4 separate regions of the Sus scrofa genome follow, and all the other regions are linked to region 3. A link is a contact called in public Hi-C, HiChIP or PLAC-seq and promoter capture Hi-C data. All regions are on one chromosome and are shown on one strand. Each heading gives the region's core, a stretch centred on a gene start, on an enhancer-like site or on the middle of the called end of the contact. The rest is flanking DNA. Distances are from core to core; before and after follow the strand shown. Region 1 holds the start of FAM193A (protein FAM193A). Region 2 holds the start of NELFA (negative elongation factor A). Region 3 holds the start of MXD4 (max dimerization protein 4). Region 4 holds the start of C8H4orf48 (neuropeptide-like protein C4orf48 homolog).

What was found. Promoter capture Hi-C pulls out the DNA fragments that hold promoters and counts their contacts. A called contact is a pair of places that touch in the nucleus more often than the background predicts. HiChIP or PLAC-seq counts read pairs in DNA pulled down with a chosen protein or histone mark.
Region 1: a contact with region 3 is called in a Hi-C map of liver, with 3 times the contacts expected there. The contact joins the promoter of FAM193A here to the promoter of MXD4 in region 3. A contact is called at or near these places in 1 of 5 promoter capture datasets (liver) and 3 of 47 Hi-C or Micro-C datasets (heart right ventricle, liver and skeletal muscle).
Region 2: a promoter capture Hi-C map of fetal liver shows a contact between it and region 3, with 3 times the contacts expected there. The contact joins the promoter of NELFA here to the promoter of MXD4 in region 3. A contact is called at or near these places in 3 of 5 promoter capture datasets (fetal liver, fetal skeletal muscle and liver), 1 of 47 Hi-C or Micro-C datasets (heart right ventricle) and 1 of 2 datasets of contacts at active chromatin or transcription factors (skeletal muscle).
Region 4: a contact with region 3 is called in an H3K27ac HiChIP or PLAC-seq map of skeletal muscle, with 5 times the contacts expected there. The contact joins the promoter of C8H4orf48 here to the promoter of MXD4 in region 3. A contact is called at or near these places in 2 of 47 Hi-C or Micro-C datasets (embryonic fibroblasts and liver) and 1 of 2 datasets of contacts at active chromatin or transcription factors (skeletal muscle).

What each region holds. Positions count from the first base shown.
Region 1 is chr8:1,384,468-1,390,694 of Sscrofa11.1, reverse strand. FAM193A (protein FAM193A) reads right to left here and starts at 2,253. Exons shown (of 22, transcript XM_021100934.1): 1 at 2,199-2,253. It overlaps LOC102159054 (a long non-coding RNA gene), which reads left to right and starts at 2,914. Exons shown (of 3, transcript XR_304717.3): 1 at 2,914-3,977.
Region 2 is chr8:1,034,271-1,040,912 of Sscrofa11.1, reverse strand. NELFA (negative elongation factor A) reads left to right here and starts at 1,822. Exons shown (of 12, transcript XM_003128808.5): 1 at 1,822-2,129. The coding sequence starts at 1,920.
Region 3 is chr8:1,213,410-1,219,388 of Sscrofa11.1, reverse strand. MXD4 (max dimerization protein 4) reads left to right here and starts at 2,582. Exons shown (of 6, transcript XM_003482330.3): 1 at 2,582-2,808; 2 at 2,909-3,008. The coding sequence starts at 2,745.
Region 4 is chr8:1,051,091-1,057,631 of Sscrofa11.1, reverse strand. It overlaps C8H4orf48 (neuropeptide-like protein C4orf48 homolog), which reads right to left and starts at 2,517. Exons shown (of 4, transcript XM_003128813.5): 1 at 1,225-2,517; 2 at 723-908; 3 at 430-518. The coding sequence starts at 1,297.

The DNA.
Region 1 (6,227 bases), core at 1,004-3,503, 170 kb before region 3:
TTTAAAATATAGTAAAAGAGAATGTTTTTAAAGGTGCAAGTCACAACTTAACAGTACATAATAAAATAATTCTGTTTACTACAACCATCACTTTATTAATGAACAGAAGAGAAAATATCAAAAAGTATCGAAATGTTGTTTTGTGACACCTGCGACCTGTGTGTGTGCCCTCGCAGGTGTCTGTGTGTGTGCCCTCGCAGGTGGCTGTGTGCGTGCCCTCGCAGGTGTCTGTGCGTGCCCCCGCAGGTGGCTGTGTGTGTGCCCTCGCAGGTGTCTGTGCGTGCCCAGGGTGAGAAGGAACAAGTCTTAATCTATTTTTTATCTTATAGTGGGTCATGGCCAAAAACTCCGCATTTGTTAAGTTTAACAGAAAAAGACAGTCCTGTCAAAAATAATACTAGGCATACGGTCATCTGAGTTTGAAAAGCATGATCAGAATAGCACTAGGAGTTCCTGTCATGGCACAGCGGAAACAAATCCGACTAGGAACCATAAGGTTGCAGGTTCAATCCCTGGCCTCGCTCAGTGGGTTGAGCATCTGGCATTGCCGGGAGCTGTGGTGTAGGTCGCAGACAAGGCTCAGATCTGGTGCTGCTGTGGCTGTGGTGTAGGCCAGCAGCTGTAGCTCTGATGTGACCCCTGGCCTGGGAATCTCCATATGCTGCAGGTGTGGCAAAAGAACAGCAACTAAAAGAGGAGTTCCCTGGGGGTCTGGTCTCTGCACCTTCACCACCTGTGGCCAGGGTCTGATCTCTGGTCTGGGAACTGAGATCCCATATCAAGCTGCTACACGGCCAAGCCAACAAATAAAAACTAACTAAAAGGTTATTTTAGCTAAATATCGCAAAATAAGTGAGAATTATCAAAGCCTGAAATAATGTTATGAAAGGCCAGTGAAAGAATTTTTATTGCACCACCACCCTGCTTTCATTAAATCAACAGAAGTAGGTGTATTTTACATCCAGGTACAGCCAAGATTGTCAACGTTTTTGTAAAAGACCTACTTAGGCAGACGTCCCACCCTCCCCTCTCCTCCCCTCCTGCAGTAAACACTGCCCTTAATTTACACTCCACTGATGCAAATCCACAAGCCTCATTCTGGATCCTCAGAACTCCACCTGTTTCGCTCTCTAGTATACTGAGGAACGGTAACCTCCGGAGACGGTGAGGTCAAGGGCTCTGACCCAGGATCCAAAACAAATCTGACATACAATCTAAGAAAGCTCCAACTGCAGAGAGCACTCAAAACACTAAAGCATACACACACCTTGCTGCAAGTTCATACAAGAGCATAGGCATCAGAGAGCTATGGCACATGCAACGACTTCCCATGCACTCTCCCTGCACACCACTCCAACACGGTATTTATAATCTCGCATAAAACAACTACTGTCTTGGAACTGGGCACACAAATAAACACTCCTGATGAGGCTTTTGTCTGTTGCCTCTTGTTACTGTTGCAAACGTCTTTACCTAACAGTTCCAACTAGACAACTCTGGAAATAAATCCATTCTCTTTTAGGACACAACTCAACGGGTAGAAATGACTGCCAACGGCATACCCACGACCCAGTACTGCGTCTTGGAAAGTGCTGGGACCAGGAGAGGAATAAAAGTGGCAGCAATCCACAACTGACAGAGGCAGTGTGTGCCAGCTGCCTTCAAAAGTAAAACAGAAAAAATTCCTATTCAAATGCCTTAAGTTCAAGCCCTACATAACAGGCCTGAGTGACCAGACCACCAATTACCTCTAAAAAACTTTTAAAAAGCAGAGGATGCAGAGCCGGGGCCACCACCTCCAGAAGACTGTCAGGTGTCTCTCCAATGACCACACTGGAGAAGAAAAAGAAAACTTCCAGGAGACACTTTCGCAAGGGCGTGGAGGAGGTGGGCCCCGCCAGGGAAGCCCCGCTCGTCACCTGACTCCCAGTTCTTCGGGAATCGCACCCGAGCAACCTCAAGGACGAGCTCCGCGCCGGGCGACGCGGCACCACCCCCGGGCCCGTGACAGCGCCGCGCAGGTGGGCAGGCGGCGCCGCGCTCCTGGAGATGCGGCACCTGGCGCGCGGCAGCCCAGCCCCAGGCTCGGCGCGCCTCCCACCGGGGCCCGCCGTGCCCGCGGGAGGCTGTCAGGGCGCGAGCGGACCGCGGCCCCCGCCCCGCGCCCGTTACCGCGCCCTCCGCCCGCCCCCGCTTACCTCGAAGTAGCCTCCGGGGGCGGCGCCGCCCGCGCCCGCGCCGAGGGGCCCGTTGGCCGCCGCCGCGCCGCCCGGGGCCGCCAGGCCCGGGGCCTGGGAGCCGCGCAGCGCCGCCGCCGGGCCGGCCTTGCCGCTGCCCGCGCCGCCGTTGCCCCCGCCCGAGCCGCCGCCGCCGCCGCCCCGCTTGTTCTTCCGGCGCTTGGCCCCGCGCTTAGCGTCGGCCGGGCTCATGGCGGGAGGGCGGCGGGCGGGGAGGGCGCGGAGCGGGCGCGGGGCCGCGGGCGGCGGCGGAGGGCGGGGAAGGCGGGGAGGCTGAGGCGGCGGCGGCGGGGCGCTCCGGCCGGCCGCGGGCGGGGGGCGCTGCGCGGGGTCGCCTCCGGGCGGGGAGGGCCGGGCGGGCGGGAGCTGCGGGGCGGCCGCTGGGCGGGAGCAACGGCGAGTCCACCGGGCCCGGCGCCGCCGCTGACCAGAGTTAGAGTCCAATATGGCGGACACAAGGGGAAAGGGATCCCAGTTTACGTCGGGGGAGGGGGAAGGAGCGGCGGGGAGGGGGAGGGGTGTGGGCGCCCTCCCCCCCCGCCTTACTCCGCCCTCCGAGCGCCGCTCCCCCTCTGCCGCGCCCTCCCCTCCCGCCGTTAACGTGCGCCGGAGCGCAAAGCACGCTGGGACCTGGAGTCCACGCGCCAGCGCCGCCGCTAGGGGTGCCCGGCGGAGGGACGACGATTCCCGTCAGGCCGCGCGCGGTCGAGCGCCCAGACGCTGCGAGGGGCTGCGGCGGGGGAGCTGGAGGCGGCGGTGGCGTCACCGCGCGGTCGAGCTGCAAGCTCCGCCCACTCCGCAGGTCCTTCTGGGACTTGTAGTTGGGCGGAGGGGCCTGGCCAGCACAGGGCTGCGTCGCCCTCAGTAGGCGAACTACAAGGCTGGTGGCGAGGAGTTCCGCCTCTTTGACAGGCTCCCAGACGCCCCCGCGCCCCGCGCCTCTGCCGCGGGGTCTGCAGGCCTGGCCGGCCTGGCTTTCGGGACGCGCCGGGCGGGTAGCCCCGGATCTGACCCTCCAAGAAAGGCCCGGTGACCTTGGCCCGGCTGTGGGTTCGAGTCCGCATTCCCAACTGACTGGCTATGTGACCTTGGGTCGGGCCCGTCGCCCGAGCCCAGGTGACTCAATGGGACGAGAATAACCCGCCTCCGTGGGTTGGGCGAGTTCCGGAGGGCGTCTGGAAAGCGCTGGACCCGGCGGCGGTCGGTCGGGGTCCGCTCTGGGCCAGGGAACGCCGCGAGCCGGCAGACCTGGCAGTTAGCTTAGAACCCCCGGCCTGGAGGCGCCCTTCCGAGCTCGCCCTCTCCCTGCGGCCCCGTGCAGTCGTCGCCTGGACTCTTGGGGCCCTGCTGCCCTGCAAAGCACCGGAGCAGTCCAGCCATTTCTCACGATCTTGAACTCATCCACCGCACAGGCCACGAACCCCGGCAGACCCTCCCGGGCCTTCCAGTGGGGCCTTTCCGCCTGGACCCTCCTTCCTGGGCCCCTTGCCCATCTTCAACAAGCCCCAGGTACAGTTCTGCCCTAGACGGACCACAGGGGTTCTTTGCCTGGATCCTGCGCTCTAGAGGCCCCCACCCATCACAAACACCGAAGCACGAGAGACTTGTCTTGCCCCCTTTGGTTCCATCACTGGTTCTGGAGCGATGATACAGAGGAGCAGAGGCCCTCCATTTGCACTCTTGCCTGGGCCCCTCCCCAAGGGTTTGGACTGACCCTGCTGTTGAAGGAAGGCTGAGAGGGTGAGCGGAGATGCTTGCCTTAGCACTCTAGTGGGGGCAATGGTTTGGGTTGCCCCCTCCCCACACGGGCTGGGTCAGACATTGCCCGCTCCCACAGCCCCTGTGCTGTTCGCTTATCAGAACACATTGCGCTGAATTGAGATTCTTAGTGTTCAGCAGCCCCCCAGAAAAGTCAAGTCTTAGGGGGCAGGGACTCGGGGAGGCATAGGAGTGTCTACCTCCTGCACCTCTGCATCGCAGCTCCTGCCAGGCAAGAGCTGGGCACACAGCAGTCCAATATTTGCTGGATGAATGAATGACGTAATAATGATCATTTGTCAAGCATTTACGCCCCAGCCCCTCTGCCTGCTGCTGTATCATCTCACCCACACAGCCATTCTCAGGATGTGCACCATCAGCCTTATGTTATGGATGCGAAACTCAAGTCCATAGATGGTGAGGGATTTGCTCAGTTACCCAGATAGTCAGAGGCAGGGCCCAGATTCCAACTCAGATGTGGCTCAGGTACAGCTGCTGGGTTCCAGCAGCCCACAGTTGATGTCAAAAGCTCTTTTGGGGACAGGGGAAGCCTCTCTGAGGTGAGCTGAACCAGAGCCACTCACTGTAGAACAAAGGGTTTTCAGCACTGCAAGACTTGAGCATGTCCCAGGAACCGACAAAATCAAGATTGTGTTTTATACTAAAGGCAGCTGAAAGCCATAGAGGGTTTTGAGTAGGGGCTGTCATTGTAGGATGTATGATTTGAGGAAACTGGGGCTGTTAGGTTGAGAATGGACGTCAAGGGAGCAGGATGGGCGGGCGGGACACGTGGGACAGCCTCGAGGGGAGTAGAGAGGGTGGTCCTGGCAGAAGTTATGAAGCAAAGGCATGACCCAGTGGTTCTCAACATAAAATCATTATCCCCCCTAAGGAAAAAGTATCAAGACATTAAGGAGAAAATACTAAGGAATAAGATTTTATTTGGTGGAGTTGAGCTCAGGAGGGCCGTAAACCACTGTAGTATTTAAGACTGGTTCCTCTCCTTAAGAATCAGTTTTCACCCCATTGAAGGACGTGTTAGTCAGTGCTCTCCGGAGAGACAGAACCAGTGGGAAGTATATGTATTGTATGGAGTCGGCCCACACAGTGATGGCGGCTGACAAGCCCCAAGGTCTGCAGTCAGCAAGCTGGAGACAGGGGGGCCAGTGGTGTAGTCCCAGACCAAGTCCCAAAGCCTAGAGACCAGGAGGGCCAGCGGTGGTGGCAGAGTTGAGATGCAGCAGGTTTGAGACTGAGGAGATGATGTTTCAGTGTGAGTTCAAAAGCTGGGAAAAATACTGTCCCAGCTCAGAGGCCCTCAGGCCACAGGAGTGATCCTTTAGTTCCATTCAGGCCTTCAGTGCGAGGGCAGTCTCCTGCTACCCAGTCTGCCAGTGCAAGCCTTAAGCTCATCCTGAAACACTCTCAGCATGTACTTCCAGAATCATGGTTTTTTTTTTTTATCAGGTCCACACCCACGGCATATGGAAGTTCCCAGGCTAGGAGTCCAGTCGGAGCTGTAGCAGCCAGCCAATGCCAGATCTGAGCCACGTCTGCAACCTACACCACAGCTCATGGCAACGCCGGATCCTTAACCCATTGAGCAAGGCCAGGGATCGAACCCTCATCCTTGTGGATACTAGTTGGGTTCGTTAACCACTGAGCCACGGCAGGCACTCCCTCAGAATCAGGTTTAACCGTCTTAAGCATGCTATAGTCCAGCCAGGTTTACCTAAAATAACCATTCACAAGAGAATGCAGGACACAGGGCCAGAAAGGTCTTTGTAAGTCTCAGAAGTAAAAGCAGGAATTTTCTGGTGGCTCAGCAGGTTAAGGAGCCGGCTTGGATCTCAGCTGTGGCACGGGTTTGATCCCTGGCCCAGGAACTTGTATATGCCATGGGCACAGCAAAGAACAACAACAAAGGAAATGCAGCTCAGTCTGGCAGGAGCACAGGTAGTCACAAGGAGGGGTGAGCAGTGGCTTGGAGAGGATTCAGGCATGGACCCGGCCACCCAGAACGCTCATGGTCCTGGACAACTCTTAGCCACTTGCAGGAAAAGGCAGCGTGTGTTGGATATTTTCGTAAAAGTTTTATTACTCCCCTTTCATGTAAATCTTCACCAAGACATGAGTATGTACTAGTAACAGTACAATTTTATAAGAAAAACTAGAGAAGTTCATTATCTCCCAATTCATAACCAGGGAGCATTACATAACAATGAATCATTA
Region 2 (6,642 bases), core at 573-3,072, 180 kb after region 3:
CTGGGAATCTCCATATGCCGCGGGAGCAGCCCAAGAAATAGCAACAACAACAACAACAACAACAAAACAACAACAACAAAAAAAAAAGACAAAAAGACAAAAGATTGTGGGTTTGATTCCTGGCCTTGCTCGGTGGGTTAAGGATCTGGTGTTGCCATGACTTGTGTCTGTCATAGATGAGGCTCGAATCTCACCTTGCTGTGGCTGTGGTGTAGGCTGGAGCTACAGCTGATTAGACCCTAGCCTGGGAACCTCCATATGCTGCGGGGGTGTGGCCCAAAAAAAGACAAAAGACAAAAAAAAAAATTGCTTCTGTGAACATTGGGGTACGCATATCTTTTCAAACGATGGTTTTCTCTGGATAGATGCCCAGGAGCGGGACTGCTGGATCAAATGGCAGTTCTATGTTTAGTTTTCTGAGGACTCTCCATCCTGTTTTCCACAGTGGTTGCACCAATTTACGTTCCCACCAGCAGTGTCTTCTCTCCACACCCTTTCCAGCACTTATCGTTTGTAGACTTTTTTTTTTTTTTTTTTTTTTTTTGTCTTTTGGTCTTTTGTTGTTGTTGTTGTTGCTATTTCTTGCCGCTCCCGCGGCATATGGAGGTTCCCAGGCTAGGGGTTGAATCGGAGCTGTAGCCACCGGCCTACGCCAGAGCCACAGCAACGCAGGATCCGAGCCGCGTCTGCAACCTACACCACAGCTCACGGCAACGCCGGATCGTTAACCCACTGAGCAAGGGCAGGGACCGAACCTGCAACCTCATGGTTCCTAGTCGGATTCGTTAACCACTGCGCCACGACGGGAACTCCTTTGCAGACTTTGTGATGATAGCCATTCTGGCTGGTGTAAGGTGGTGCCTCATCGTGGTTTTGATGTGCATTTCTCTAATCATGAGTGATGCTGAACATCTTTTCATGTGTTTTTGGCCCTTGTGTGTCTTTGGGAAAATGTGTTTAGATCCGCTGCCCACTTTTTGATTGAGTTGTTGGTTGGATACTGAGCTGCAGGAGATGCTTGTATGTTTTGCAGAGTAATCCCCTGTCCGTTGCTTAAGCTGCGAATATTTTCTCCCATTCTGTGCGCTTTTTGTTTACGGTTTCCTTTGCTGGGCGAAACGTTTAACTAGGTCCCATTTGTTTACTTTTGTCTACGTTCATTACTCCCTAGGATTAATTTTTGATGATGAAAACAAGTTTCGTTTAACCAACACAGAACTGTCCCGGAATCACCGACACTGAAGTCCAAGACCTTTACGACACGTAGGTTTCCTAGAAGTAAGCGCGCACCCGTCAGCGTCTGCCACTTCCTCGCGTCGCGGGCCCCGCAAGGCCTCGCTCTGCACCCCCGGCGCCCGGGCCAGCGCGCGGCACGGGGTGGGGGTCTGCCGGGGGACCGCGAGAGCTGCCTCCCGCTGGCTCTTCGCGCAGGATCCCCTAGGCGGCCTCCTGACCGCGACCTCGGCGCTCCTAGTGGCGCAGGCCCCCGCCTCTGGGGCCCCGCGGAGGACAAGCCGACCGGGGCCTGCCTCCTGACCGCCGCGGGACCCAGGCCACGGCTTCCCCCGGCCTGCGCGGCCACCACGCGCAAGCGCCGGTCCGGAGCGGCGGAGGCGGGTGCCCTGGCCAACCGGCGCGGACCGGCGCCTTCGAGCGCCAGCCCTGGGGGTCGCCCGCCCCGTGACGTCATCTTCCGAGGCCGTCCAGAGCCGGCCGCGGGCGCCGCCATGTTGCGTTACGGCGGCCGGTGCGCCCCCCCCCCCCGGCGCCGCCACGAAGCGTCTCGCCGAGGCCCCGCCCCGCCGTCACGTCACGCGGCTCGCCGGGCGGGCGCCGCCATGTTGGGGGTCCTCGTAGCGAGCGCGTAGGTGTCCTCATAAGATGCCGGCTCGGCGGCGCCCGGCTTTTTTCCCCCCAAGATGGCGTCCATGCGGGAGAGCGACACGGGCCTGTGGCTGCACAACAAGCTGGGGGCCACGGACGAGCTGTGGGCGCCGCCCAGCATCGCGTCCCTGCTCACGGCCGCGGTCATCGACAACATCCGCCTCTGCTTCCACGGCCTCTCGTCGGCCGTGAAGCTCAAGCTGCTGCTTGGGACGCTGCACCTCCCGCGCCGCACGGTGGACGAGGTGAGGCGGGCGGCGGGGCACCCTCCGGGCCCCTGGGACCCCGGCCGCCCCGGGCCCAGCGAGCGCGGCGGGCCGGGCCGGGCCGGGCCGGGCGCGCGGGGCGGGCCGGGCGCGCGGGCCGGGGCTCGGCCGCCGCTTCCCCTCGGGGCCCCGCCGGCCGCCGCTGCCCGCCGCGCGCTCGTGCCGCCGAGGGCGCGGGTCTGGCGCCCTTGCCGTCCGGCCCTTTCCCGTCTCGGCGAATTCATCGCGTTTGCGCGGAGGGTCGAGGCTGCCGTCGCCCCCCGAGCGGCCAACGCGCCCTTCGCCGCAGCCTCGGGCCGTTCCCGGCGGGGCGTCGGTGGCGGAGCGCTTCCCGGGTCGGACCCGCGAGCGGGGCGTCGAGCGCGGCGTGTCCTGCGTGGGCGGGTGGGCGCGCCCGTTCCTTTGGCGGCGGGGCCGCCCCCGTCGGTTCTCCGAGGACCGTGTGGTCGGGCGTCGCTTCCTGGGGTTCTTCCTTCTTCGGGGTTCTTGTGACTTGTTTGTCCCTTTTTCGTTCGTTTTTGTTTACGCCCGAGGGCATGCGTTCCACTGCTTTGGCGGAGTTTTACGATATTTATTTTGTTTTGTCTTTGAGGGCCGCACCCGCAGCAGGTGGAGGTTCCCAGGCCAGGGGTCTAATCGGAGCTCAGCCTCCGGCCTGCACCGCGGCCGCTGCAACGCGACCCCCCACGGCTCCGGCACCACCGGACCCTAACCCGCCGAGCGAGGCCGGACTGACCCGCAGCCTCACGGCCCTCGTCGCATTCGTTAACCGCTGAGCCATGATGGGGACTCCCTTGTGAAAAAACAGATTTTGGGGGGCTTCTCTGTGGCTCGAAGGACGGAGGATCCTCTGTCACTTCGGCGGCTCGGGTCCCTGCTGAGGCGAGGGTTAAACCCCTGGCCCCTCAACGTCCGCACTCCAGGGGGTGCGGCCAAAATAAGTACAAGTTAACACATACGTTTTGAAGAGCAGTCTTTTTTTCTTTTTTTAGGGCTGCACCTGCGGCACATGGAGGCTCCCAGGCCAGGGGTCCCGTCGGAGCTGCAGCCGCCGGCCTCCGCCAGAGCCACGGCCACGCGGGATCCGAGCCGCACCTGCGACCCACTCCCAGCTCAGGGCAGCGCCGGGTCCCGGACCCACAGAGCCAGGCCAGGGGTGGAACCCGCATCCTCGTGGGTAGCCGTCGGGCTCGGTACTGCCGAGCCCCGGCGGCAACTCTGAGTAGCGGTCTTCCTCACTCAGGCGTGCTCTGCCTTCCTTCCACCTGTGTGTCGCCCCCGCCGCCCCCTCGGCACGTGGAACGTCACTGGCCAGGGGTCAGACCCCCCGGCCGCAGCCCGAGCCGCAGCCGTGACCCCGCGGGCTCCGGCGGGTGCTGCTGGGCATCCGCTCCGGTGGGTGCTGCTTGGCATCGCTCCGGTGGGTGCTGCTGGGCATCCGCCCCGGTGGGTGCTGCTTGGCTGTCTTCGAGATCTTGGGCTGCGCAGACGCCCTCACTGTGACTGAACAGGCGTGCACCTCCGGTCTCCCCTACGGTTCCGGCCAGTCTTCTCTTGTTGAGGCGATGTTTCCCGAGGAGGCAGAGGAAACTCCCTCTTGTCTTGCCAGAGGCACAGTTTGCCTCTCACCTCTCAGAGCCTTCCTGGAACTCGGCCTGGGATGCATGTGAGTTTGTTTCCCCTCTGACGTGTTTACTGACCATGCCTGACCTGTGTTCGTGGCCAAGGCTGGAAACAAGCGGACGCTGTCTTTGGCCTAAGCCGTCCCGAGCTTGGCCTCGCGCAGGTGTCCGCAGTTCGTGGTGCTCGGGAAGCGAGGGAGCAGGCCGGGGAGAAGCAGTGGCGACACCTGCTTCGTGACGACACACAGCCCGGCTTCTCCTCAGGTGGAGGGACGGACAGGTGTCCTTGGGCTCTGCCGCCACCAGGGCCCCCCAGGTGCTCTGCTGACCACCCAGCCCCCTGCTGAAAGCGCGTGTGACCCTGGCCTCAAGCCTCCCCAGCTCCGCTGTTGGGGAGACTCGGCTTCGGGAGGGGTCCCCAGGGACCCCCTTGCTCGCCGCAGGTCAGGCGTCCTTTCTCCTCAGCTCTCCCTCGCCGTGCCTTCTGGCTCCACTCCCACCAAGAGGTGAGCCTGGCTCTCAGGTAGCCAGTGCGGTCGTTGTAAGTACGAGTGAATGCTGGGTTTTTCCGATGTGCAGAATGTCTGTGGACACGTGGTTGCCACTTCTACAGGACGCGTGTTCCTGAGGGCGACCTAACTTGTCGCTTTACCTGTAGGATTATGGTGATGTTTTGAATGGAAATGTTGTGTCTTTTTTTTCATTTCCTTTTTTTTTTTTTGTCTTTTGTCTTTTGGGGCCGCACCCTCAGCGTATGGGGGTTCCCAGGCTAGGGGTCTAATTGGAGCTGCAGCCGCAGGCCTACGCCAGAGCCACAGCCACGCCAGATCCGAGCCGCGTCTGCAGCCTACACCACAGCTCACAGCAACACCGGATCCTTAACCCGCTGAGCGAGGCCAGGGATCGAACTCGCATCCTCATGGATGCAAGTTGGATTTGTTACCGCTGAGCCATGATGGGAGCTCCCGGAATCGTTTCTTCTGAGTGTTTGGCCGAACTTAGTCGTGAAGCTGTCAGGACCTGGATTTTCTTGGCGGGAAGATGTCGAGTATTGGTGTTTGATGTTACGTTTTTTTGTTTTTTCGGTTTCGTCTTTTTAGGGAGACTCCGCGGCATGTGATCTTGAGTGGAATTGTCCAGGTGCTGTATATTTTCTGGCGATTTGGCGGTTTCCACTAGAATTTCACATTTATCAGCATCAAGATGATAACATCCTCGCGTCTTTTTTAACATTGGAAGCATGTGTGGCGATGTTCCCTTTTTCTTTCTTTTCTTTTCTTTTTTCATTTTTGGCCACCCTGAGGCGTATAGCGGTCCCAAGCCAGGGATCAGTCTGAGCCACAGCTGTGGCCTAGGCTGCAGCTCTGGCAGCGCCAGATCCTTTAACCACTGTGCCAGGCCAGGGGTCAGGCCTGTTCCTGGTGCTGCGGAGGTGCAGCTGACCCCGTTGCACCACGGTGGGAACTCCTCTTTTTTTTTTTCGTCTTTCTGCCATTTCTTGGGCCGCTCCTACGGCACATGGAGGTTCCCGGGCCCGGGGTTGAATCGAAGATGTAGCCGCCAGCCTACGCCACAGCCACGCCAGATCCTTAACCCACTGAGCGAGGCCAGGGATCAAACCCGCAGCCTCATGGTTCCTGGTCGGATTCGTTAACCACCGCGCCTCGACGGGAACTCTTTTTTCCATTGATTCGTCTCACCAGGTGGCTGTCACTCGTACAGGACTTCAAAGTGTCATAACTTTTAACTTCGTGTTTTCTGTTGCACAGTTTTTGTACTTTTGTATTTTCTTCCCTTTTTTTGTATTTATCTTGTTCTTTTTCTGATCTCTTAGGAGGGATGTCCTCATTTTTCAGCCTTTTTTTCTTTTCTATAATATACATTTTATGTCATAGGTTGTTTTTTTTTCTAGTCGCAGCTTTGGTTGCATTCTACAAGTGTGGATAAATAGTGTCACCATCACCAAGTCACAATACATTGTAATTTCTATGATGACCCTTTGTAATTGAGAAAAGTTTCTTAATTTCCTTACATGGGAGGGGGAGAAATTTTAGCTACATTTCTACCAGTGATTTCTAGCTAGACTGAGTGCTTGTCAGAGAAGGTAGTCTATATTAATTGTCATTTGAAATTCGAGATTTTCTTAATGTACTGTTTTTGTAAACATTGAAAATGAGCCTGAGAAGCGTGTTTAGGTCTGTGGGCCATTGCCCGTGTGCATTAAGTCAGGTTGTTTAATCGGGTTGTACAGCTATACGACAGTCTTACTAATTAAAAACTTTTTTAAGGAGTTCCCGTCGTGGCGCAGTGGTTAACGAATCTGACTAGGAACCATGAGGTTGTGGGTTCGGTCCCTGCCCTTGCTCAGTGGGTTAACGATCCGGCGTTGCCGTGAGCTGTGGTGTAGGTTGCAGACGCGGCTCGGATCCCGAGTTGCTGTGGCTCTGGCGTAGGCTGGTGGCTACAGCTCCGATTCAACCCCTAGCCTGGGAACCTCCATATGCCGTGGGAGCGGCCCAAGAAAAGGCAAAAAGAAAAAAAAAAAAAAAAAAAACCACACAAACTTTTTAAAATCGGTTAATGTTAGGGTGTGTTTATGTCTGTTATGGTTATGGATTTATCTGGTCCTTACAGTTTTATGAGCTTTTGCTTTATGTATTTTGAGGCTATGTTTTATTTTTGTTTTTAACTTCAATTTTTTGTCTTTTTAGGGCCACTCCCGCAGCATATGGAGGTTCCCCGGCTAGGGGTCGAATCAGAGCTGTAGCCACCGGCCTACGCCACAGCCACACGAGATCCGAGCCGTGTCTGCCACCGACACCACAGCTCACGGCAACCTGGATTCCCTGACCCACTGATTGAGGCCGGGG
Region 3 (5,979 bases), core at 1,333-3,832:
ACTCAGACAGGTCCCTACAGGAAGATGTGGGGGAAGTGGGGAGGCGGTGAGACGCTGGGCCAGGCCTGGCTCAGAGAAAGCTCCCCGGAGGAGGTGATTCAACCCTGCTGCCCTCCAGAACTGGGCCCAGGGGTGGCATCGCGCCCATGTCTGCCCCAGGATTGCCCCTCCCACCTGGGGGGGGGTGCCTCAAGACCCTGTGTGGAGGCTTGACGTCGGTGAGACCATCCCCCCCATAGATCCCCCACAACACACGCCCCCGCAACCTCGGCTCTGCATGCTCTGGGCGCTCTGGGCTCCCGGCCGCAGGGCCCGCCCCGAGCAAGGCGTGGCTGGAGGACACGCCGGTGGTTCCCACTGCCTCTCTCCTTCCCCTACCCACTGCCTTCTGGCCCACACGTTGCCCCCCGGAGCTGCCCCCTCGGTCTGGGACCCAGATGCTGCACCCGCACCAGGTCCTCTTTCTTGCCCAGCCCCTCACTCCCACCACCAGCCAGGCCCCTTCTGGCCCCGCTTCCCCAGGGAACAGTGGCGCCCACGCTCACAGGCAGTGTGGACCATGCGGGCACTGGGAAGTGGCCTGTTCCCAGTGTGGCTGAGGGAAAGGTCCCCCAAATAGCCCAGATGCAGCCCAAGGCAAGATGGGGACCCCCCCCCCGCCTCCTCTCAGGCCAGGAGGCAGCTGGCACAGGCTTCTGTAGTCACACCTGGGCACCATGCTGTCCACTGTGCTACAAAGCACACCTCATGCCCCACAGCAGAGAGGAGGGTAGGCGTCCAGCAGGTGCACTCACACAGGCACAGGTTCTGGCTTTAGGACAGGGACCAGCAACCCAGCCCTCACATAAGCAGGGAACACCCTGCCTCCACTACCCCAGAGCCCAGAATGCACCCGGCTGTCCCCGAGCTTGGTGTCCTCCTTGACCTCGCTCACAGGTAGACCTGGAGGCCACAGCACCCAGCTCTTGAGAGGGACGCTGCCCTGGCCCTGGGTGGCTGTGGGGCAGGAGCAGAAGGGGCAGGGGTTAATGCTGTGATTTTAATGTCCATGCAGGGCTGTCTAATGGCAGTTTCCAAGTCCCTCACCGGGTCCTGCCACCCTCTGGGGGCACACGTTCCTAACCCCATTTCTCAGGTCACCACAGTGGTGGCTCCCACCCCTGCAAGTTGTGCTGGACCAGGAGGTGGTTTGGTCTCCATGCCGAGTCACTAGCCCTGGCCAAGCATATGGGAGCACTAATCCATGGGGGAGGCAGTGGGGGGGGGGAGGGTGCTGGGGAGGGCAGGGGTGGCTGGGAGACCCTGGGGAGTCCCTAACCTCAGGATTCCCAGCTCTGTCAGTCCTTCTCGAAACAAGGAAATGCATATAAAGCTTTCAACAGGCCCTCAGGCTGAAACTGTGAGGTTTTTAGTTTTGTCCTGTTGTGCTGGCAGCAGCAGAGTGTCTGTGTTGGAGGGGGTGTCCAGCCACCTTGCACCCCAGAATCTCCAGCTAGCTGGCCCCCTGTACAGGAGCTCCCAGGCCATCAGTCTCAACGACCAGTGAGAGGGAAAATTAAGGAGGCCTGTGGCCAGTCTGGGGCTGCCCCTAACCTGCCAGTCCCTGCTCCAATGGGGCCAGCTTAGGGTCAGGCGTCACTAGGGCCACCTGCCAGCCCGCCAGCCGGGAGCTCTCGCCCCTCCCACGAAGGGCAATTCTCTTCCCTAGAAAGCGCTTCCATGGCCAGAGGGGACAAGCGCTCGCCTCTTGGAATGTCCCCACCCTTTGGGCCAGACAGGAGCACGCAGCCCTCCACTCATGGGAGCCCTGCGGCGGCAGATCTTGGCACCCTTCTCTTCTCACATCCTTCCTTCAGCCCTAGGGTCCACTGGGCAGCTCTGAGGGACCCCTGCAGCTCCGGGCCTCAGTTTCCTACTGAGATCCTCCGTCTAGGCCCCTCTTCCAAACCCTAGCCTTTCCTGGGATCGCGCTGTGTCCGACGAGGAGGGCTGTCGTTTTGCAGCCCCACGAGAGACCTCCGAGGAGACCGCGAGGCCCCGAGCTTCCGCGAAGCCAGTTATGGCAGCAGGCCCGGGGCGACAGGTTCCTGTGCACGGTGTGTGCAGATCCGGCGCACCGGCGGGGTATTTGGGATGCTCCCTGCGCCCTAACGGGCCCTGGCTCGTGGCCGGGCGGCAGGCGATCCCACAGCCCTCTGCTTCCTCTCGGCAACGCGTCCGGCCGCAGCGCCCTCATTGGCTGCGCGCCCCGAGGCCGGCCATTGGTCCGCCGTGCCTATTTTACATAGACCGCTCTGGGCCAATCGGCGCGCGGCGCCTACTTAACATGCACGCCTGCCGCCAGTCAGCGAGCGCGGGGGCCGGGCCACCACGTGCTGTTGCTAAGCTTGGGCTTCTAAATTGTTACTACCGCGGCGGGCCTATCGGAACCGAGCTTCGCATCTGTCAACATTCTCGGCCCGGCCCGAGGCGTTCGGCCGGCTCCTATTGGCCCCGACCCAGTCCGGTGCCCGCCCCCGGAGCCTGATCGCCGACTCCCATTGGTTGTGCCGGCCGCCGCTCGCCCTTATGTGTCAATTTGAGGGCCCGAAGCGGAGGGTGGCGGCCGAGCGCGCTAGGAGTCCGCGAGAGTCGGGGAAGTGGAGCCGCAGGGCGCGCGGGGCAGGCGGCGAGCGGAGCCGGCCGGAGCGGGCCGGGCAGCGGCCGCCGCCGTCCCGGAGCGCGCACGCGGGGTGGGCGGGAGGATGGAGCTGAATTCCCTGCTGATCCTGCTGGAGGCGGCCGAGTACCTGGAGCGCAGGGACCGAGGTAGCGCCTGCGCCCCTTTGTGCGCCGGGCCGCGGGCGGGCGGGCGGCGGCGGGGCCGGGACCCGGGCGGGGGCCAGCTGACCGCGCCGTCTGTCTGCAGAGGCCGAGCACGGGTACGCCTCGGTGCTGCCCTTCGATGGCGACTTTGCCAGGAAGAAAACAAAGGCGGCTGGCCTGGTGCGCAAGGCCCCGAACAACAGGTACTACCCCCCGCGCGGCGCCCCCAGGCCCGGGGCTTACGCCCCGGGAGCGCCCTCCCCCGGCCCGACCCCAGCCTGTAGCCCGGCCGCCGCCGCTGCACGCCCCGGCGGCCAGCCTGGAGGAGGAGGCATGCCCGGGCCGCGACAGCCCCTCCCGGCCGGCCCCGCCCGCGCCGTCGCCATCTTCCCGCGGGCCGCGCCTCCTCGGACTCTCGCGTAAACAGTGCCACGCGTACAGCGCCCGCCGCCCGGGGTCTCCTCCCGCAGTCGCTCCCCGCCCCCAAGTTGTTCTGTACTTTTCCTGGCAGGAAAAAAAGTTGTCAGGGGCGCTGGCGGATCCCCGGTGGGTTTAGGGAAACTGAGGTTTGGTGCAGGGCAGCGTGGGGCTGCTGGCCGCGACCTCTGCCCCCGCGGGCGGGTGGGCTGCACTGTCTCCAAGGACCGAGCCCCGCCACTGGACTGAGTCCTCCCACCCCAGGGACCTGCACAAAGAAGTGTGGAAGCCCTGCCCTGGGCCTTCAGCCCTCGCACGGTGCCCACCGCTCCTTCCCAAACTCCTGACACAAGTGAAACTCCAGCGACCCGTGCGGGGGGAGGGTGTCCCCTTCTTTGGGTCAGAAGGCCCTTTTTAAGGGGGCCGGAAGAGCTTGTGGGGCCACGTGCAGCAGCCTCTCCCAGTGCCAGAGACCCCTCTTCTTGCTCTGGCCTTGTACCCTGGCTGTAGGCGCCTGAACGTGGGGGTGCATATCCCTGGGTGGCAGTGAGGACCTTCCGGTAGGGTTTCTGTGGGATTACACTCTCCTGGCCGCTGTGGGGACCACGGCACACCTGGCACTGCCCAGGGGCCCACTTTGGCCCTGGACCATGTCACCAGGCTGGGAGCTGCCTTTCCAGGGGGCTTTGGGGCCCCTTGGCAGAGGGCGCGGCTCATTCCTGTGGCGTGCTCATTCTTGGGAAACAGAAAGGCTGGCTCAGGGACCCATCTCCTGTGACGTCCTGGCACCCTCGGCCTGGCAAGCAATTGATTGAGGCTCCATCTGCTCTGGCTGGACGTGCCTCTAAGTCCCAGCCCCTGGTCGCCTGTTGGGGACCGTTTGGTGGGGGACACCACTGCCTTAGGTGTCCGTGAGCGAGCCAGGCCCCTGCTGTTGGTTCTCACTGTGCCAAGCACCCTGCCACCCATGGAAAACTTGGGCCTGTGACCTTTTCCTCCTGTGGCATAGGGTACCCAGGGCCCATAGCTACCATCATAGCTGAGATTCTCATGCAAATGCTAATTAATATTCATCCAACCCCACGAAGGAGGTGGTATTTTTATCTCTATTTTAGGACCGAGGAAACTGAGGCATTGACAGATTGAACTACTTGCCTGGCCACCCTCTCACCTCTGGGTGGGATCCTGGCCTCGTACATTCTGCTGGGATGGAGACCCCAGGGCCCTGGGAGGGTCTCCCAGACCAGGGGGCACCTCCCCCTGCTTCTCTGGATAGAGCCCAGCTCCCCATGCTTCGGGCATATCCCGAGGCTCACAGGAGGCCCCACGTGGCTGTCCTGGCCCAGCGAGGCCTCAGCCAGCCCAGGGGCCAGGGCAGGGCAGGGCCCAGAGGACCCAGAGCTCTGGCTTGCCGGCCAGCTCCGCACCTCCAAGGCTTCTGTGTCCCCAGAAGGAGGGGGAAAGGGGTGGGCACAGCAGGGAGTAGGATGAAGTGTGGGTAGTGGGACAGAAGGGCAGCGTGTGTTGGGGAGACAGCAGCCACCATGTGGGTGCCAGGGCTACAGGAAGGGCCTTGGGGCAGGGGTGCAGCAGGAGGGGGTTGGAACCAGCCTGCCAGGGATGAGGTCCTGGAAGAGAGCTCCCACCTCAAGAGGTGGAGTGAGCAAGCTGTGATGCTGGAAACATAGCCCCGGCCAGGGAGCGCCTCTCCTCCCCAGGCCTCCATGCTCCTGGGACCCATGCGACACACTCCCCCGCAAGGCTCCTCGAGTGCCTAGACCAGAGAGGAGCATCAGGAGGGCCCCGGGCCCCTCTGTAACCCCTGAGCAGCGCCCTCTCTCCAGAATGGGGTCCAGCCCGGCCTGCGAGGGCCACTCTGGTCCGCTGCTCTGCACTAAAGGGCACTCGCCGACCCACACGTCGCCTGCACGCGAGCTGACCTGCAGATGACAGCACGGGCGGTGGCTCAGGCCAGCGAGGGTCCTGACGGCTGTGCCCCCCACCCCCGCCCCCACCCCCAGCCCTGGCAGAGGTTCTGAGGCTCCTTGCCCAGCCCGTGTGACCAGCAAGCCCTCGAGGCCCTGGACGTTCTCCTGAGGCTGCACAGGGAGGCCCAGGAGCCGGCTGCCCTGGTGGGAGGAATGGAGGCCCAAGCCCCCTCAGTTGTGGGGCGACCACCAGCCATGTCAGGTGGAGAGGCAGGCAGGGTGGGCAGTTCCAGGGCTGGGGGGTGGGAGACGGCTCGTGCCGAGTTCCTGTGGCGGCAGAGAGTGAGGACAGGCAGGCCGAGGGCACAGAGGCTCCAGGAAGGAGTGAGGGGTGGAGGGCGTGGGGTTGGTCTGGGCTCCACCGTGGCCTGGGCCCTCTGCTCACGTGGGAGGCAGCCTGGGCAGCCCAGGACCCTGCCTGGACTGGGAGGGTGACCGGGAGCTCGGGGCTTGGCCGCACCGCCTCCCTGTCCCGCCGGGTGCCTGCCGTGGTCCTGCTCGCTGTCGTCCTCAGACACTGGGCTCCTGTCAAGGGGCCGGGAGGGCAGGGTGTGGGCAGCAGACGGGACTGCCGGCCCCAGAGAGGCCAGTCCTGCCAGACCATGGCCCCGTCTCCCCTCTGGCCCGGGAGGGAACTGTGTCTCAGAGGCCCTCTTGTGGGCTGAGCCCTCGTGGGCTGGGACCACCCCATCCCCAAGGTCCCCCTTGGCATGGAGGGCTATGAGCTGGACAGCATGGGGATGGTGCCCTGGCTGCTGATATTGGGACA
Region 4 (6,541 bases), core at 1,268-3,767, 160 kb after region 3:
GGACCACAGACCTCCATCCTAAGTGAAAACTCCCTTGGCTGCGCACAGCAATAGGGTGGGGGACTCGCTGTTCACTCCAGACTGGGGACACCCGGCACTTCACGCACCCAGCACCTCGAGCACCCACCCCTCCCCTGATGAGCCTCGGGGTGGGGAACCTCTCAGACAGCTGTGCGCAGGCTGCCCAATACCCCTGCCGCCTTCCGACTCCTCTCGTTCCGCCTCGGTGTCCCCTCTGCCCACTGGGCCACATCCCCCACCTGGGGGACGTTGGACGGGCTGGCTGTCCTTCTCTGGGTCTGGATGGTGGTCACCAGGAAAGGGTCGGGTGAGGCCTTGGGGAGGAGGGGGCCCCTCCCTCACTGAGGCTGGAAACAATATGGGGGGGCATTTGAGGTGAGCATCCCTCCACTCCCTTGCGAGGCTCACCCGCGCGTCCAGGCTGTAGGCCGTCTTCCGAAGGTCCTGCAGAGCGCGTTGCATGAACTCGAAAGCGTGGCAGTCCACGCACGGGCGGCCTGCGGGTGGGGCGCGGGTCAGGGCGGAGGCGCGCTCCCAGCCCTGTCCCACCCGAGCAGCGGCCTCTGTGCGACCCCCAACTCCCACCCAAGGGGGCGCGCGCGGGGACCAACCGCGGAACAAAGGCGAGCCACGCCCCTCCCGCACGCCCGGGTGGGGTCAGGGCCCGCGGAGACCCCTCCGCATGCGCGCGCAGCACCTACTCTGTGCGGGGACCGCGCTCCCGGCGGCGGCGGCGGCGGCGGCGGCGGCGGGTTCGGCCCGGGCCTGGACGCCCAGCAGCGCGACACTCAGTAGCAGCAGCAGCAGCAGCAGCAGCCGCGATGACGACCTCGGGGGCCTGCACGGCGGCGAGGGGGCCATGGCCGAGCGGAGGGAGCCCGGGCGGCCTGCAGCAGCGGACGGTCAGCAGCGCCGGCCCCTCGGCCCCCGCGCCCCTCTAGGCAGCGAACCCCGACTCCGAGCCCAACCCCACCCCTCACCCTGGAGGTAGGGCTCGCGAACCCCCACACCCCAACCTCCCAGGACAGGCGGACCCACCTCCAGGGCCCCGCCCCCCGGGACCCGCGTACCCCCGCCCCGCCCACCGGGTCTCGCGACGCCCCGCCACATCGGGGCCCCTCCACCCCCGCCACGCCCCCCAGGCCCAGCGACTCCCTCCCTCTCCCGCCGCCGGAGCCCGGAGAACCCCCACCCCGCCCTTACCGCGGTTCGGGGACCCCGCGACAGCAGAGCGGGCGACTCGGGAAGACGCGCTGCGTCCGGCGCGCACGCGCATGCGCCCGGACCCCGCCCGCCGTCGTCATGGAAACCCGGGGACTGCGCGAACCGCTAGTTTAAAGGGACCCAGGCGGCTCCCTGTCCCGGTTCCTCGGCCCCGGCCCGGGTCTGCGCCTGAAGCACCGTCAAGCCCGCAGGCGATGGAGTCGGGAGGGCCGCCCATAGGAGGCGGCGCGTGGACAGCACCTCCAGAGCCGCCGGCGGCGGGAGCAAAGCCGAGGAAGCGGGAAATCTGCCGCTGGAGCTTGGCGATCCTTAGCCTTGGGGTGTCCCTGAGCTGATCCCAGGGAGTGGCTCGATGCATGCCGGGGACTGAGGGCCAGTGAATGCAAAGGCGGGGCCTCTGCTCCTAGGCCGGTGGAGTCCAGTCGGGAGGGACTGGGGCCGGGAGAGGCTGCGGCCAGGAGCGCCCCAGGCAGGTGGGCCCGTGGGGTTCCCCTTTCTCCGCTCCTCACTCTGGCGAGAGGGGCAGGGGAGAAGCCCGGCGGCCTTGCAGGTCCCTCTCGTCTCTCTGTGCCCTAACACCTATTTGCCGCATAGCCCACCCTGCTGCACGACCCCGGAGGGGTCGCTTGGCCTCTCTGTGTCCTTTTCTCCTCCGCGGATGCACAAGGGTGTTGGAGGCAAAGAGCCAAGTGAGGTCCCCACGGGCACCCCGATGCACGCGGGCGTCAGGTTTGCCAGCCTCACGCGTGCGGGGCAGACTCGGTCCCGCTGAGAGGGATGGGCTCCACTTGGCGTCTACTTGGCCTCAACAAGGCCCAGCCTGTTGCGGAGGCTGCGACCTTCCGGGAACGCGCCTAGGCCCGCGCCCACGCCAGAGTTCCAGAGCGCCGGGCAGCGCCCGGCCCCTTGCTGGTGTGCAGCGTCGAGCCTAGACGTCCTCTGTCCCACACCTGGGCCTTGAGTCAGTTGTCGCCCCCTCGCGGGTTTGCTGCCTGAGGGGGTGGTGCCCTGTGACCGCCTCTCTCTCCTCCCCGTGGGGCTCAGGGGCAGGCTCGCGCTGCAGCCCGGGCCTGGATCCCGCGGCGTCCGGAAACGCGCGGGGTCTGGGGGACTGCGGCGCGATCCCGGACGTGCGCATTTCCTGGCTCTGCATCCGCAGCCCTGCGCCGGGGTCTCGCGGTCGCAGCCACCGAGTGGGGCGGGGCGGCCGGCCCTGCGCAGCCGCCCCGCGGGGTCACTCGCTTGGGACGTGCGCCCGAAGGACGCCGTCCAGCACAGGCTTTTTTTTTTCTTTCTTTCTTTTTTTCCTTTCCTTTTTTTTTTTTTTTTTTTTTGGTCGTCTTTTGGGGGCCGCGCCAGCGGCATGTGGAAGTTCCCAGGCTAGGCGTCAGATCGGAGCTGTAGACGCCCTCCGTCACAGGCACAGCAATGCTGGATCAGAGCCTCCTCTGTGACCTACACCACAGCTCGTGGTAACTGGATCATTCACCCGCTGAGCGAGGCCAGGGGTGCCCAGGACGGAACGCTCAGGCTCCCCCCCCCCACGCGTCAGTCCAGGCTGCCTCCAGCTGGGGGCGGCTCCCGCCGCGCCCTCCCCTCACGCTCTCAGGGCAGAGCTCGGGCGGCTGGGCTGGGAGGCGGAAGGCCCAGCGACCGGCCCCGGAGCCCTCCCGCGCCCTATCCGTCGGAGCCTTCCTTCGCCCGCCTCCCTGGCGCTCCGGGATCCTCTCCGCCTCACTGCATCCCACGGTCCTCCTGACCACCGCCGCCCGCGCACCCTCGAGCCCCTGGCCGCATCCTCGGCGCGACCAAGCCCGGTTCCCAAGGGGGCTGCACCACCGTCTGGGGCTGCAGGGTGGACCCTCAGCGCTGCCCGGGGCCCGAGGGCCGGGCCTCTCCTCCTTTTCCGCCCCCCTCCCGCGCCAGCGCCAGTCCCCTCCCCCCAGCCTACCTCCTCCTCCCTCTGGCTGCCCAGGGCACGGATTTCCCTTCTCCACAGGCCCTTTTCCTCAGCAAACGGGCTGCGACTTCTTTCTTGTCCAAATAAAACCCACGGGTGAGCCCCTTGCCCCCGTCATGGCCTCTCCTCCCTGTCCAGCTGCTCCATTTTTCTCTCCTAAGCCCTCACCTGTCCGGCTCACCTCCCACCCTGCCGTGACACACCTAGCGACCCAAGGACCGGACCCCGCCCTTCCTCCCCCGCAGGCGCAGCTAGCCCGTCCTTCACTCACACCCTCCCCAGGGCCATGTCCTTTGTGACTTTGTCCAGTCACAGCTGTGAAAACCAGCCGCGGAGCTCCAGGTGCCCATGTGCCCACGCCCAGCTGCCCCGCCCCGGCCGTCTCCGCTGGGAGAGAGCGCGCAGCTGGAGGTCAGCCCGATCTCACCCTCCGCCGAGCGCCCTCCTCCCCCCAAGACGAAAGTCAGCAACTGCCCCCGGCCCCTCCCCACCTCCCTCTGTCCCGGCAGACACGCCCACCAAACCCACCGCGGCCTTTTGGAAACACTGTGTGCCCACCCTCAGAGCCACCAAGCCCGGGTCCACACGCCCCCCCCCCCCCCCCGCCTGGGCTCTTGATTCTGTCACCGTCACCCTGTTGCCCACACCCTTGTGGTCCAGTCTCCTTACAACAGCCGGAGGGACCATGCCTACCTTCTTTTTTAAATTACAGTAAAATATACATCACATAAAATACAGCACGGTCACCACTGCTAGGTGTCCCGCTCAGTGGCATGAAGTGCCCTCACGCTGTGCAGCCATCAGGACTGCCCGTGCCCGGAACCGTTTCATCTTCCCAAGCTGAAACTCTCCCCGGGACACACCGGCTCCCCGCCCTCCCTCTCTGGGCCCCTCATACCCACATCTACTTCCTGTCTCTATGGATCGGACTCCTCTAGGGACTTCAAATAAATGTGACTGCACAATATCTGTCCTTGCATGACTGGCTTTTTGCCCTGAGCAGTGTCCTCAAGGGTCACATACATTGCAGCAGGTGTCAGAAGTCCCTTCCTTCACTTGTTTTTCTTTTTTGACCGTCCCACAGCATATGGAGTTCCTGGGGAGCGAACCCGTGTCCCAGCACTCCCAAGACGCCACCAATCCCATGGTGCCACAGTGGAACTCTGCATTTATTTTTTAAAGTGCTACAGCACCCGAGACAGAAATTCCGGGCCAGGGATCAAATCTGAGCCACAGCCACAGCAGCTCGGGATCCTTTAAACCACTACACTGGGGGATTGAACCTGCACCTCCACAGCGACCCAAGTTGCTGCAGCCAGGTTCTTAACCCACCGTGCCACCAGGGAACTCCTCATTTCCTTTTTTAAGGCTGAATAATATTCCATCGTGTGGCTGGGCCACATTTGGTTCCCTCTCATCCATCCATGGATACTGGGGTGCTGCCGTGTTTTAGCTGTTGTGAGTAATGCTGCTCTGAAGGAAGGACCTTTTCTGTTCCCCTCAGACACTGCCCTCTCTGCTCACAGCCTCCATGGACCCCGTGTCACCCCAGTGACAGCCCAAGCCCTGATGTGGCCAAGAAGCTATCTAGCTGCCCACCTCCCCTCCCACCCCTTCCCTGCCCACCCCATGCCCGCCACGCAGCCTCCTTGCCAGGCTGCCCCAGGGCCTTCCCTCAGGCCGGGCCCACGGCTTCCTCCTCCCTCCCTTGAGGCTCCAGTCAAATTTCCTTCTCAGTAAGAGCCAACCCACCCATCCTGCAGAGTGAGGCTGCCCCCAGCCACCTGTCTGGTGGGCTCAGGTTGCCATAAGACACAGCCTGGGCGACTTAAATATCCTCAGTCCTGGAGGCTGGACAGTCAAGATCAAGGCTCTCGCCAGTCTGGTTTCTGGGCTCAATTCCGGCGGCAAGCAGCCGCCTTCCCGCTGAGAAAGCACCGGGAGAGCAGAGGCAGGGAGCAGGCCTCCCGTGTCTCTTCCTAAAAGGACACTCATGCTGTCAGATCAGGCCCTGCCCCCTGCCCCCCGTTAGCCTGTTTTCTCCTTTAGGGGACCCCATCTCCAAGCACCCCATCTCTGGACGTGAGCGCAGAGGGTGGGCAGAAACAGGCTAGCACCTCCCGGCCCTTCCCTGCGCTGCTTTTTTCATTTTCCTCCTCTCGCCCTCCAACCCACTGATATGCTTTATTAGACATGCCCGCCCTCCTCGTGCCCAGAGCTCTCTGGGTGGGGTCAGTTTTGCCCCGGGCGATACTTAGTAATACCTGGAGGCACTCAGAGCAGAGGTGCTACTGAATCCACCCGGCGGCGAAACGCCCTGCAGCGCAGGACCACCCCACCAGGACGCTCTGATCTGGCCCCAACTGCTCTGTGTCGTCTCACCGGGTGCTCGAGGCGTTTGCTCCCTGCTGCGTCCGCAGCACCCGGAACCACAGTCGGTGCTCAGAGGATGCACAGAAAGTGTGGCTGCGTGAAGGTGGGGCCGCGTGAGCCGGAGGCAGGCCTGTGCAGGGAGGGGGGCCTGGACCAGCGGGAGGAGGGCACCGCGGAGGACGCTGGCGGGGGGGGGCCGGGGCGGGGGTGAAAGGGCGCAGGGAGAACGCGTCCCGGGATCGGCGCTGTCGGGCGGGAGACTGCAGAGCCGCAGTGAGCAGGAGGGTGGCTTCCGCGGTGACGCCCCGGAGGTCTGGGAAGGAAGCCCCGGGACCACGCTCCTCCAGCTGCGGCCACCCTCGGCTGGCGCCGTCCGAGGGGCACTGCGAGAGGCTGCCGGGCAGAGTCTCAGGGCCCCTCCCCCGCGTCCCAAGCAGACACCCCCCACCTCTCAGCCTTCAAGTTGCCCCCCCCCGCGGCCCCCCTCTAAGGAGCGGAGACCCCGACGCGGAGGCGGAGCCCACCTGCGTTGCCACGGAGCCCAGGACGTGAGGGGAGGGGAGGCAGGGGCATCGCACGGGCCTGGGGGCATGGGGGGGGGGGCGCTCAGCTCAGGCCGGAGGCTCTGGCAGCCAAAGGCCTGGGAGGAGAGGAGGGAGGGTCTGGGCCGCCGGCTCCAAAGGTGAGCGGGGTTGCGGGGTTGCGGGGTTACGGGGCTGGGAAGGGCCCCCAGAGGTGCGCCCCGCCCGCCCTCCTGCCCTCCTCGCCCGCAGGTCTGGGAGGCGCCGTCTTGACGCTGAGGGTGAAGGGAGGAGAGGCCGCAAGGCAAGCGCCTGCTGCAGCCTCAAACTGCGGGCAAAAGCCGCGCGCTGAGTGCGCCAGGAAAATGCAGACGGGACCATCCTGGACGGGTGATGCTCATGGCACCTGGCAAAAGCAAATTCAAGTGATCCTGGGAGAAAA